Regions from separate parts of the Mus musculus genome. Here region 2 is linked to region 1. Evidence: chromatin contacts called from public HiChIP or PLAC-seq data. All regions are on one chromosome and are shown on one strand. The core of a region is the stretch at or near the end of the contact, and the rest is flanking DNA. Distances in the headings are between cores, read along the strand shown.

What was found. HiChIP or PLAC-seq counts read pairs in DNA pulled down with a chosen protein or histone mark.
Region 2: an H3K27ac HiChIP or PLAC-seq map of double positive thymocytes shows a contact between it and region 1, with 2.5 times the contacts expected there. The contact joins two enhancer-like sites. A contact is called at or near these places in 1 of 15 datasets of contacts at CTCF or cohesin (thymocytes), 3 of 484 Hi-C or Micro-C datasets (cortical neurons and double positive thymocytes) and 2 of 115 datasets of contacts at active chromatin or transcription factors (double positive thymocytes and thymocytes).

What each region holds. Positions count from the first base shown.
Region 1 is chr17:52,315,774-52,321,244 of GRCm38.p6, forward strand. The region is part of intron 2 of Gm41600 (predicted gene, 41600); the gene reads left to right. Among named protein-coding and RNA genes, the nearest start is that of Gm41600, 14 kb to the left of the region's middle. Within about 2 kb of position 1,633, at least 8 of the 459 cell types and tissues checked have an H3K27ac peak or open chromatin away from gene starts, as enhancers often do. A contact at or near this core is called in double positive thymocytes, where this site is marked.
Region 2 is chr17:52,446,010-52,451,689 of GRCm38.p6, forward strand. No RefSeq gene overlaps it. Among named protein-coding and RNA genes, the nearest start is that of Gm41600, 140 kb to the left of the region's middle. Within about 2 kb of position 2,887, at least 26 of the 459 cell types and tissues checked have an H3K27ac peak or open chromatin away from gene starts, as enhancers often do. A contact at or near this core is called in double positive thymocytes, where this site is marked.

The sequences.
Region 1 (5,471 bases), core at 383-2,882:
AGTTGGCCATCAGTGGAAAGAGAGGCCCATTGGTCGTGCAATCTTTATCTGCCTCAGTACAGGGGAATGCCAGAGCCAAGAAGTGGCAGTGGGTGGATGGGGGAGCATGTGGGGGACTTTTGGGATAACATTGGAAATGTAAATGAAATAAATACCTAATAAAAAAGAAAGAAAGCTCTGCTCCACATAGAAGCCATCCTTATATGAAATATTGTTAAAAATCTATGAGTTGCAGCATTTCAACTGATTGTCAAATGCTGTCAATGGGAGCCACCTGTGGGAAATAGAGGTGGGTGTGGGTGATATACACAAGTCACAGAGGGTGAGGCACACTGCCTTGGGTAGATTTTCTTCATCCGCAGGCTTTCAAAAGTCTTCATTATTCACTGGGGAATTGTGATCTTCTAGAAAGAGACTAAGATACATGGCTCAGGCCTATGTGATCCGAGGACCCTTTTGTCATAGACTGTTACATCATACTAGAATACCTTCTTGGGAAATATGGACCTAATCATAAGTAGTAGAACAGACCTAGGAAAAGATTTATTTTTATAGGGCAGTAAAATCCTTTTTTTTCAGGTCAGGGAAGACTTATTCAGGGATGAGATGTGGAGTTCTCATAACCCAAGGCAGCCATTGGGGAGATTTCATTCCAATGAAGCAGTTAGATGAGTGAAAACAAATGAACATAAAATAAGTATATAATAACACCTAGGGAGAATTAAACATCTCTCCACTTAACAGCTGTCACAGAGATAATCGTAGCAACTAGATTGATTGTGGAAGATGAAACTGTAAGTTTAAAAGGGAAGCAGCTGAGTTTGCTTATATCACCTGCAAAGGGACTACTTTTCTTTGGCAGATTGATATTGCACAAAGGTTTGAAGTTTCATTAAAGACGTATGGCTGGATGGCGATGTGGTGTGTTACAGAACCTGTGTGGATAATCAGACAATGCATTGTATCGCACTATCAGGAAATGCAATGGTACTAATGCCGCCTGCATCATGCTCTCCCTTGAACAGCACCTTTACACAAAGAAGCAGTTTGACATTGTGTTAAGCCTGTAACAATAAAAATATCATCAGCACATTTATTATATAATGACAGGTGGATGTATGTCCATTGGGATCTCCTTTTCCAATTTTATAATTTTATAACACTTTAGTATCTATTGTAACTTTGAAAAGTAGTTGCTTTCCCATCCTAATAAAGTCCTTGTATGCATAATGAAAGAATTAAAAAAATAAAAAAATGAAATATGAACAGCCAAACAAAAAAAAAAAAGAAAATTGGAGTTACCCATGTCAAGGGGCACTCACACCTGCAGACAGTGCATTCTTCCTCCCTGGTAAACTTCCTGCCGAAAACAGGTCACAGTTAACAGCTGGAGCGACTTGGAGAGGTTTAAAATTTTTTTTAAACAATTAGTTTTATGTTCTTTTAAATAATTGCTTCATTATATTTGGTACATCTGTGCAGGGGTCTGATGATGACATTTGGTAAATTTCCAAATAGCTGGAAAACTGGGGAATACCAGTTAAGCAATCGCAAAAGCCACCTGTCAGTTTTGAAGAGGCTTTCTCAGTGTAAAAGAGAAATTCAACAAAAGAACTGATCCTGTTCTCTGAAGAAATGGCTCTGTTTCAGATGAGGCTATCAGAGCCTATGTTTCCTTTAAGAAGGTAGGCTGTAGGTAGTTCAGTCGAGGCTAACAAAAAATAAGAGGTTTAGAAAGGAATGCCTGTGAGGAAAGGCATACAACCTGGAGATATCCATTCAAGTCAAAGGAGACAGAGGGGAGACATAGCTATCTACCAGAGGTTCAAATGATGTTCCAGGCGGGAATGTACATTAGCCACAGTAGAAAAGGACAGTTCAGAGAAAAGAGCTGAGCCCACTTTACTTAATATTAAGAACAATTTTTAAAAACAACCATTCAAAGAATGCAGTTGTCTGTCATTGGAGTCTAGGGCTTACAGTTATCGAATGGAGAGCAGGTCCTTAGCAATGGCTGGAAATCCCTTTTTAACAGATCTTGTGCTTAGATTATAGGTGGTAAGATGTCTCTCTGGTTGTAAGTGATCGTGCGATTTTCTGCTTACTCTAATAACATGTTTTGATTCAGAAGCAAATGTACGTCAAGAGATTCACATATCCTTCATGTTGCATACAAAATATTTTCTAGGGATAAATAGGAAATCAAACAGAAGAAAAGAAAGAAACAGAATATTCTTTGACATGTGTGAGACCATGGGTGCACCATCTCAATAAATGACTATTCCTGACTTTATACGAACCAATAAAGACCTTCTTTGCGCTCCGATGTTGCTGGTACTTTAATGCAGGGTTACTTGTATATTAAGTAAGCAATCTACCACAGAACTTGACACTTGACAACAACTCTAATAAATTCCATCTTTCTATTCTTTTTTTTATATTAGGTATCTTTGTTGTTGTTTATTACTTTGTTTGAACCAACCAACTTTATGCCCCATCAACCATCCTTACTTTCAAGAGTGGCTTTTTTAAAAATTTTCTTTTTAAAATTGTTAGATGTAATTATTTTATGTGAGTGTTTTACTTGCATGTATGTCTGTACACCATGTGCATGCATGATGTGCAAGAGGGTCAGGAAAAGGTGTTGGATCCTTTAGAACTATAGTTACAGATGGCTGTAACTCTCGAATTGGGTGCTGAGAATCAAACTTGGATGCTGAAAATTGAACATGGGACCCCTGGAAGAGCAGCCCATGGTTTTAACCACTGAGCCATATCGCTAGGCCTGGGTAACTTTTTACATACAATTAAATGCTTTAATTAAAATTTTGTAGAATATAGATGCTATAGGAAAAAGTTAGCATGGAATATAAATCTGAGTGACTGGGAACACAACTTTAAAAGGAAATTCAGTATTGAACCTTCTGAGAAAGTGACATCTGAGCAAGCAAGAACCTGTGGATCTAAGGCACATCTTCAGGAGGACATCCAGGGAAGGCAAGGATTTAAGAGTATGAAGGACATCTTCAGAAACATATCTAGAATATCCAGTTCCTAAGATAGGACATTTAACTTAGAAATCTAACTGCTACAGGTATATCCTTCCCTATAGTCTTTTCAATATCAAATCAAATCAATTTCTTAGCAAGTGCTACATTCTGATTTGCTTTCCTTAATAAGAAATTCAATTTAGGCATGTCTCAGGACTTGGGAGGTAGAGGTAGGCATATTCCCATGAGTTCAAGGGCACTTTGTACTACATTGTGAATCTCAGGATATTCAGAGCTACAGAGAAAGACTCTTTCTGGGATCTGCAACCCTATAGGTGCAACAACATAATGAACTAACCAGTACCCCGGAACTCTGGACTCTAGCTGCATATGTATCAAAAGATGGCCTAGTTGGCCATCACTGGAAAGAGAGGCCCATTGGACTTGTAAACTTTATATGCCCCAGTACAGGGGAACTCCAGGGCCAAAAAGTGGGAGTGGGTGGGTAGGGGAGTGGGAGGGAGGGTATGGGGGACTTTTGGGATAGCATTGGAAATGTAAATGAGGAAAATACCTAATTTAAAAAAAATAAAGCCACAAGAATCAAATCCTCAAAAAAAAGAAAGAAAGAAAGAAAGACTCTTTCTGAATAAGAATATTATGTAGAAGGAAGATAAAGAGAAGGGTAAGGAGGAGGAGGAATAAGAGGAGGAATAAAACAAGGAGGAAGCTAATTTAATATTTATAAAACTATGTTTTAAAAGCTGAAGAATAAAGCAGAGCTTGTCTAAGTATGTGTATCTACATATAAATTCTTATACATGAATATGTGTGCACACGTGCTTGTTTTTGTATATACTTTATTTTTTGACATTACATGGATTAGTAAAAGTTTATTGACAACCTGTTTGTCATCTCTTGCTTTACTTCTGAAAATTACATTTTAAAAAGTTAAATTTAAGCAAATTATATGATTCTACAACCAGAGTTTAGTTTATTTTCTAAACAACCACTTAGAACCGACTATCCTAAATATGGTACTATCATCCCTAGCAGAAGAAATACTGGTACACAATTATTTTCAATACAGCCTTGACAATTACTTTAATATATCTGCACAGCAATGGGCACCTAATTATGCCATATATATATATATATATATATATATATATATGGCATAAATATATATATATATACATATATATATATATTTACTTATAACTCTTCAACTCATTCAAACATAGGATAAAGATATGTCATCCTCACATGATTGCCTAACTTTTGTAGTCTGAGCATATGCTGGTAATTTGAGCCTGAGAAACTGTAATACATGATATCCTTGAGAGTGTGGTCTGGACCTGAACTTTCTCAGATTTCAGTTAAGTATGTGTGGGTGTGGCTGGGTGTGAAGATGGAAGACAGTAGTTTTCTCTTCCTAGCAGGAGCAATCTGGCTTATTTACTTAAACAAATCAACTAACCAATAAATCATCAATCAACCTACCAACAAACAAATAAAGAAATCCTTAATTCCTTTTGCTGAGCATGAGCAAATTATTCTTCCCCAAACAACAGATAACTCAAGAAATACACATTACACAGGACACTAGGCTGTTTCCTGCCATTTCCATATGTTCCTCTTTGTCTACCTCCTGCTTGCTGCCTTCCTCCATTACTAGTTCCCCACCCACTGATCTGCTCTCTCTTCTTTCTGTCTTCCCTATTTTCCTTTGGGAACAGAGAAATTTATGAAGAGTACACAGTACTTCTTGGTTTTGGTGAAGCCATCATGATATAGGCCCTCTCGGTTCAGTTCCCTAGGAGTGGATTCTGAGACAAGGAATGTCACACTAGGCAATGGATCAGGGTGCTCTTCCCTGGAGGTAAAGGAAAGGAGCAGGTAGGACCAGTGTAAGGAACAAGTAATGTGGTGGCCAGTTCCAAGGGCTGCTTCTAGGCTTCTGTGTGACATCCCACAGTGACTTTGTCATTAGTTATGGTGCCAGCAGAGAACAGGGGGTTGGTCATCTGCCAGGCCAAGAGATGACAATTAAAAATTTCCCAGTTGGTACAACAGCAGGGAACAGGAGCTATAAGGACCTTGGATGAAGCATAAACCTATCCCTTGTGTAGTCCATAACTCCATGGAGGCATGATGCATGGCTGATTTTTAGTTAATATTGTCTATTTTAAAACAAGAATCGATTTCTGTTTGAGCTATGTGAAACTAAATGTCTAATAAACATTCCTGTCCACTCTAGAGATAGAGCTAGCTGTTGCTGACCGAGGCTGAAACCATGGACAACTCCCAACCCCCTGTGGATAAAACAAAGCATAGTGGTTACAAGATATGGTGTCTACATCTCTAAGCTTTTCAAAAATTCTAAGTGAATTCTTTCATAAGGGTTTTGAAAGATTTTTTTTCCAGAATGTCTGCATCACTGAACATCTAAATTTAACCTGTGTATCACAGTTGAGGAAC
Region 2 (5,680 bases), core at 1,637-4,136, 130 kb after region 1:
AGAGAGAGAGAGAGGGTTATATCTTTAAATATGTTTAATAGTATTTGTGAACATGAAAGGACAACTCCCCAATTAAAAGCATGGGCTATATGAATGTATTAAGAAAAAGAACCCTATGAACAAGATCTGTACAAGCTCAAGGCAAACAATATCGCAGTATGAAGTCAGGAGGTGGGCACAAACTCCCATACATAGCAGAAGAATGATGTACCAGGAGAGAGAAAGCCCACTTTCTTTAAGGTGTGGCCCCCATTAAGTTAACTACACTCCAATGAATGGCCATATTCTCTTTCTGCTCTTAATTGTGAATGTGGTACTTGACGTCCTTGCCTTTACTCCCTTGCAATAATGGACTGTAACTTGGACTTACAAGCTAAATCAACTTGTATTACATACGTTACTTTTTGTCAGGGTATTTGTCACACAGAACAGGCCCCTATTGTCAGAGCACCCAGCTGTTATAAAACGAACATTATTAGATCTAAGTGAGATAGAGGATCCAAGGCAAAGATGGACAGTAGGGGACTAACACCTTACTTTCATCAGTGGATACCAAAACGGAAACCTAACAAAGAAGCAGTAGAATGAAGTTGTGCTGTAGATTGAGACAGACATTTACAGAAAGCTTTACCCAACAATTATATAACATACACTGTTTCCTTCAGTACCTGGAACTCAAATAGATTCTATTTTAGGGAACAAAATTATTCTTTCCACATGCAAATAATTGAATTCATGTTATATACCTTCTCTGATAACAGAATCAAGCTAGACATTAATAAGCAGAGATATTCCAGAAACTAAAAATTCATAGAAACTGAACAACATGCCACAGAACAATAATGCATCACTGAAAATGGAAACAAAAAAAAATCTTGAAGTAAATTTAAATGGAAACACCATACGTTGAAATACATGGAAACAGCAAATGCCGTTCTCAGAGAGAAACTTACAGTAGTAATGAATGCCCACAACACAAAGAAACATTTCAGGATAACCTGACTTTGGATCTCCAATCTCCATGAAAAAGCAGATTACAGTAAAACTTTGTATCCCCAACATGGGGGCTTAGAGTGATACAGAGGCAATAAGATACTACAGGTACTTGGCTGGCCAGATAATCCAGCCAAAATAGCAATCTTTCAGATTTAGTGAGATTAGTTACCTCATTAATAAATAAACAAAATTAAACAGATAAGAAAACAAAGTTGAGAATGCTAGAAGATAGCCAGTGTCCATCTCTGACCTCCATACATGTATCTATGTACACGTAGATACACATACAGACACATGGAGAGACAATACACACAGATATACACACATACATTCTTTATTATTGAAACAAGAAAGATAAAAAAGATCCTTAGAGACTACTTTGAAGTTCATGTCAATTAATTGGAAAAACTTAGAATAAATGGGAGAAAAATGCTAAAATTAAGTGGTGGATGTAGAAAACCTAAAGAGATCAACAAGGCGTAAGGTCCAGTCTTTAACAAGACTCACCCAGCAAAGGGCAATCCAGAGTCCTGCCACTCCTGATTTCTATCAGTCTTTTATTTATTCATTCATTCATTCATTCATTCATTCATTCATTCATTTATTTATTTATATTAGATATTTTCTTTCTATACATTTCAAATGCTATCCCGAAAGTTCCCTATACCCTCCCCCCGCCCTGCTCCCCTACCCACCCACTGCCGCTTCTTGGCCCTGGCATTCCCCTGTACTGGGGCATATAAAGTTTGCAATACCAAGGGCCTCTCTTCCTGATGGCCGACTAGGCCATCTTCTGCTACATATGCAGCTAGAGATATGAGCTCTGGGGGTACTGGTTAGTTCATATTGTTGTTCCACCTATAGGGTTTCAGACCCCTTCAGCTCCTTGGGTGCTTTCTCTAGCTTCTCCATTGGGGGCCCTGTGTTCCATCTTATAGATGACTGTGAGCATACACTTCTGTATTTGCCAGGCACTGGAATAGCCTCATATGAGACAGATATAACAGGGTTCCTTCAGCAAAATCTTTCTGGCATTGTGCAATAGTGTCTGGGTTTGGTGGCTGTTTATGGGATGGATCCCCCGGTGGGTTAGTCTCTGAATAGCCCATCCTTTCATCTTACCACCAAACTTTGTCTTTGTAACTCCTTTCATGGGTATTTTGTTTCCTATTCTAAGGAGGAATGAAGTATCCACCCATTGGTCTTCCCTCTTCTTGATTTTCTTGTTTTGCAAACTGTATCTTGGGTGTTCTATGTTTTTGGGCTAATATCCACTTATCAGTGAGTGCATATCTAATGACTTCTTTTGTGACTGGGTTACCTCACTAAGGATGATATCCTCCAGATCCATCCATTTGTTCAAGAATTCCATAAATCTATTGGTTTTAATAGCTGAGTAGTACTCCATTGTGTAAATGTACCACATTTTCTGTATCAGACTTCTAAAGAAGAAGCTACTGCAACTCTGCAAAAGCTGTTTGGCAGAGGTGATGAGGAAGCCCCACCCAAAGGATGAGCTACAAGACCACCCTGACAAATGCACAGAAGTTGCACATGCCATTCCCATCAAAGCCCACCTGGCATAGGTAGTTCTAATAACAGACTGCAGATTAACAGTGAGACTAGTTCAAATGGCCAAGGTACCAATTATAGAACTGAGGCATAAATACCAAATGGTGACTTTTAGGATGGTTTGTGAAGTGAGCGTGTATTTGCAGGTGCAGCTGTGTCCCTCCTTCACTACAGGAGCTACTCCCCAGTGGCCTTCTTTTTCACTCTCATCATAGCTACACATTGTTTTCAATTTAACTTCCTAAACACCACCGTCTTATACTACAGATCCTTTTTCAAGAGTCGGCCTGTGGTTGTGGTGATTTACACATGTAATCCAGCCACTTGGGAAGCTGAAGCAGGAAGACTGTGGTTTCAAGGTCAGCCTGGGTTACCTCGGGAGACTCTGTTGCAAAACAAAGAAGAATAAAAACAAACTCCCCTGAAACGTTCACTGGTTGTTGTTGGCCCATGCAATAGGGCCTCCCTCAGCAACTTCAATATGCTGCTTGAACCCTTTCACAATTTTCCAAGCACACAAAATAAATGAATGCATAATTTCTTCTTTTATTTTACCAGAACCTGTTATCAAATTTTCGACTGTGAAGCTAATTGAAATGCTATCACTTATTTATTATGTCTTACTCTAAACTCCCAAGGCTAGTAAATTTCCTTCTTTGTGTGTGTGTGTGTGTGTGTGTGTGTGTGTGTTTGTGTGTGTGTGTGTGTTTGTGTGTGTTTGTGTGTGTTTGTGTGTGTGTGTGTGTGTGTGTGTGTGTGTTTGTGTGTGTGTTTGAATTGTGCCTATGAGGCCAGAAGAGGGTGTCTGATCCTCTGGAGCTGAAATTACAGGTGGTTGTGAGCCACTTGATTTGAGGGTTGGGACTAAAACTCTGGCCCTCTGAAAGAGCAATAAACTTTTGGGACTAATAAGCCTCCTCTTCAGCTCCTGTAAGTTTCTTTTACAATTGATTCTAACACAGCTCAAGTTTTATGGATGCTAGAGTATGAAAAAGTACCAGTTTGATAGCACAGGCCCATAATCCTAATACTGGAGAGGAGAGGCTGGGCCAGTAGAATCTTGAGTTACAACCTGGGATAGATATGAAGACCCTTCCTCAGACAAATAAGCAAATATGAATGACAAGTAGACATCATCATTGTTCACGTGATTGATGCCTCTACCTTCTGCCTCTGTCTAAAATAGTTACTGCTACTCTATGGTCGGTCCCCATATTGCCATATTCAAATAAACAAATCCAAATACATAAAACTCTAATCAAATATATCCCACTGCCTTGAGAATCACTTGAGGCTGTTTCTCTTCAATGAGTCACAGAACCACTCCTGCTTGGACACCGCTAGAAACCACTACCTAGCTTCCTGGGACAACAGATGCTTTCATTGCTGGTTGAAGATAGCAAAGTTAAGGGGGAGTTGGCATTTATTGTATTTTCACACCCTCTTTTTGCTACTCCAACCCAGAATCTAACTAGGGAATCTATTGGGCATCCCACAATATGTATTTGTTAACCAAATGAAAACTACAAAATTAATAAACCCGTTTCTAACCCCTCCTTGCCACTTGGTCACTAATAAATTTCATGACATCACAGAACTTACTTAGACCCTTATCAACGTCTCAGTGCCCTAGTGGAAGAGTCAATGGAGCTGATAATCCTTGACATAAGTTCAAAGATCAACTTGGGATGCTAACACTCTTTCTTTTGAAAAAACAATCACTTGAACTTGACCTATTTCAAACACTGTATGTAAGTATTATTACACAGTGATGTGATTGTCAGGTTTTTGTTTTCTTCAAGTCTGTTGGCACAACTGTGAAGTGACATAAAGTACTAGGTACAGAAAAGGGCCTTTAGAAAGCCTCTGACTAAAATGCTAGCAAGCATTCCTGATGTGGTTATTATTCTGGACAACTTTACATTATATGAACAGAATGACTTAGACCAGATACATTATGAAACCAAGGTAATCATGCCTACCTCCTGCATGCTGGAGCCAAAGCAGCCCGTCTTACAGTAAGCAATAGGTGTTACTATAGCAATGTAAAATTACCCAAGAGTGTGACTCAAAACTTTTTTTATTAACTAAAACTTTTATTAATAAAATTAGATTAGAAGCATATTAAGAGTTCAATATTTTAAGGAATCACCCTTAGGAAAAAGGTATATAGTGATTTGTGTTGGCTATACTGCTATATCATGATTAACATGAGCTATCTAGAATCTCAAGCCTCATGACCCTGCAGATTGGATTCAGTCCAATTACTTTCATTAAATATATGTTAGTTTCAGCTGTAGGTGGTATCTGATGTCGGAGAAAGGAGGTCTGCTTAAAGTTTTAAAATGATTGGACTTTATCATTAACTACTATTTGTGAGTTGGGTAGCCACTACACCAAGTTCTCGCACTCTAATTTCTTCAACTGACTGAAAATGGGGACAGTATAAGCCGCCTCCTAATAGACTGTAAAACCAGCAGGATGATTGTGTTACCTGTCTCTTCAATCCATGCTACTTCTGACTAAATTTAACATCAACTATTTATAAGCTATAATTCTGTAAAATACCTATGAATTATGGTAGCATTCCCACACAGATGGGTTTATGACAGGCTTTGTGATTCAAAAGTCTGCCCTTGGGAAAATACATCATTGTTTGATTAAGTAAAAAAAAAAGCCATTGTAATAGCCAATGAAACACACGCCTTTGATATGAGACACATATCATTGGTGATTTGGTATTCCTTGTATGTGAAGACTTGAAGAGATGATATACTGTGTCATGATTTAGATTTCAACCTAAAATGGACTGAAGATGCCATGGAGTCCTCTATGGGCTTGAGGTCTTGGAATATTTTTCTCTGAATCATCAATTAGATTCTCACAGGAGAGCAGTAGAGGTATAGCTCAACCATTCTTTCTCAGCATCCATGAACCCTAGGGTTTATCTCCAAAACTGAAAAAGGCATACTCTAAATATACTCTAAATAATGTATAACTTTGAAATATAGTCAATTCCTTCAGGCGTTTTATTAATATGACATGCAGGGGTTTTGGTCTTGTACTATTACAGCATCCAATCATCAAATATCAATGGCTAAACAAAGAGCAT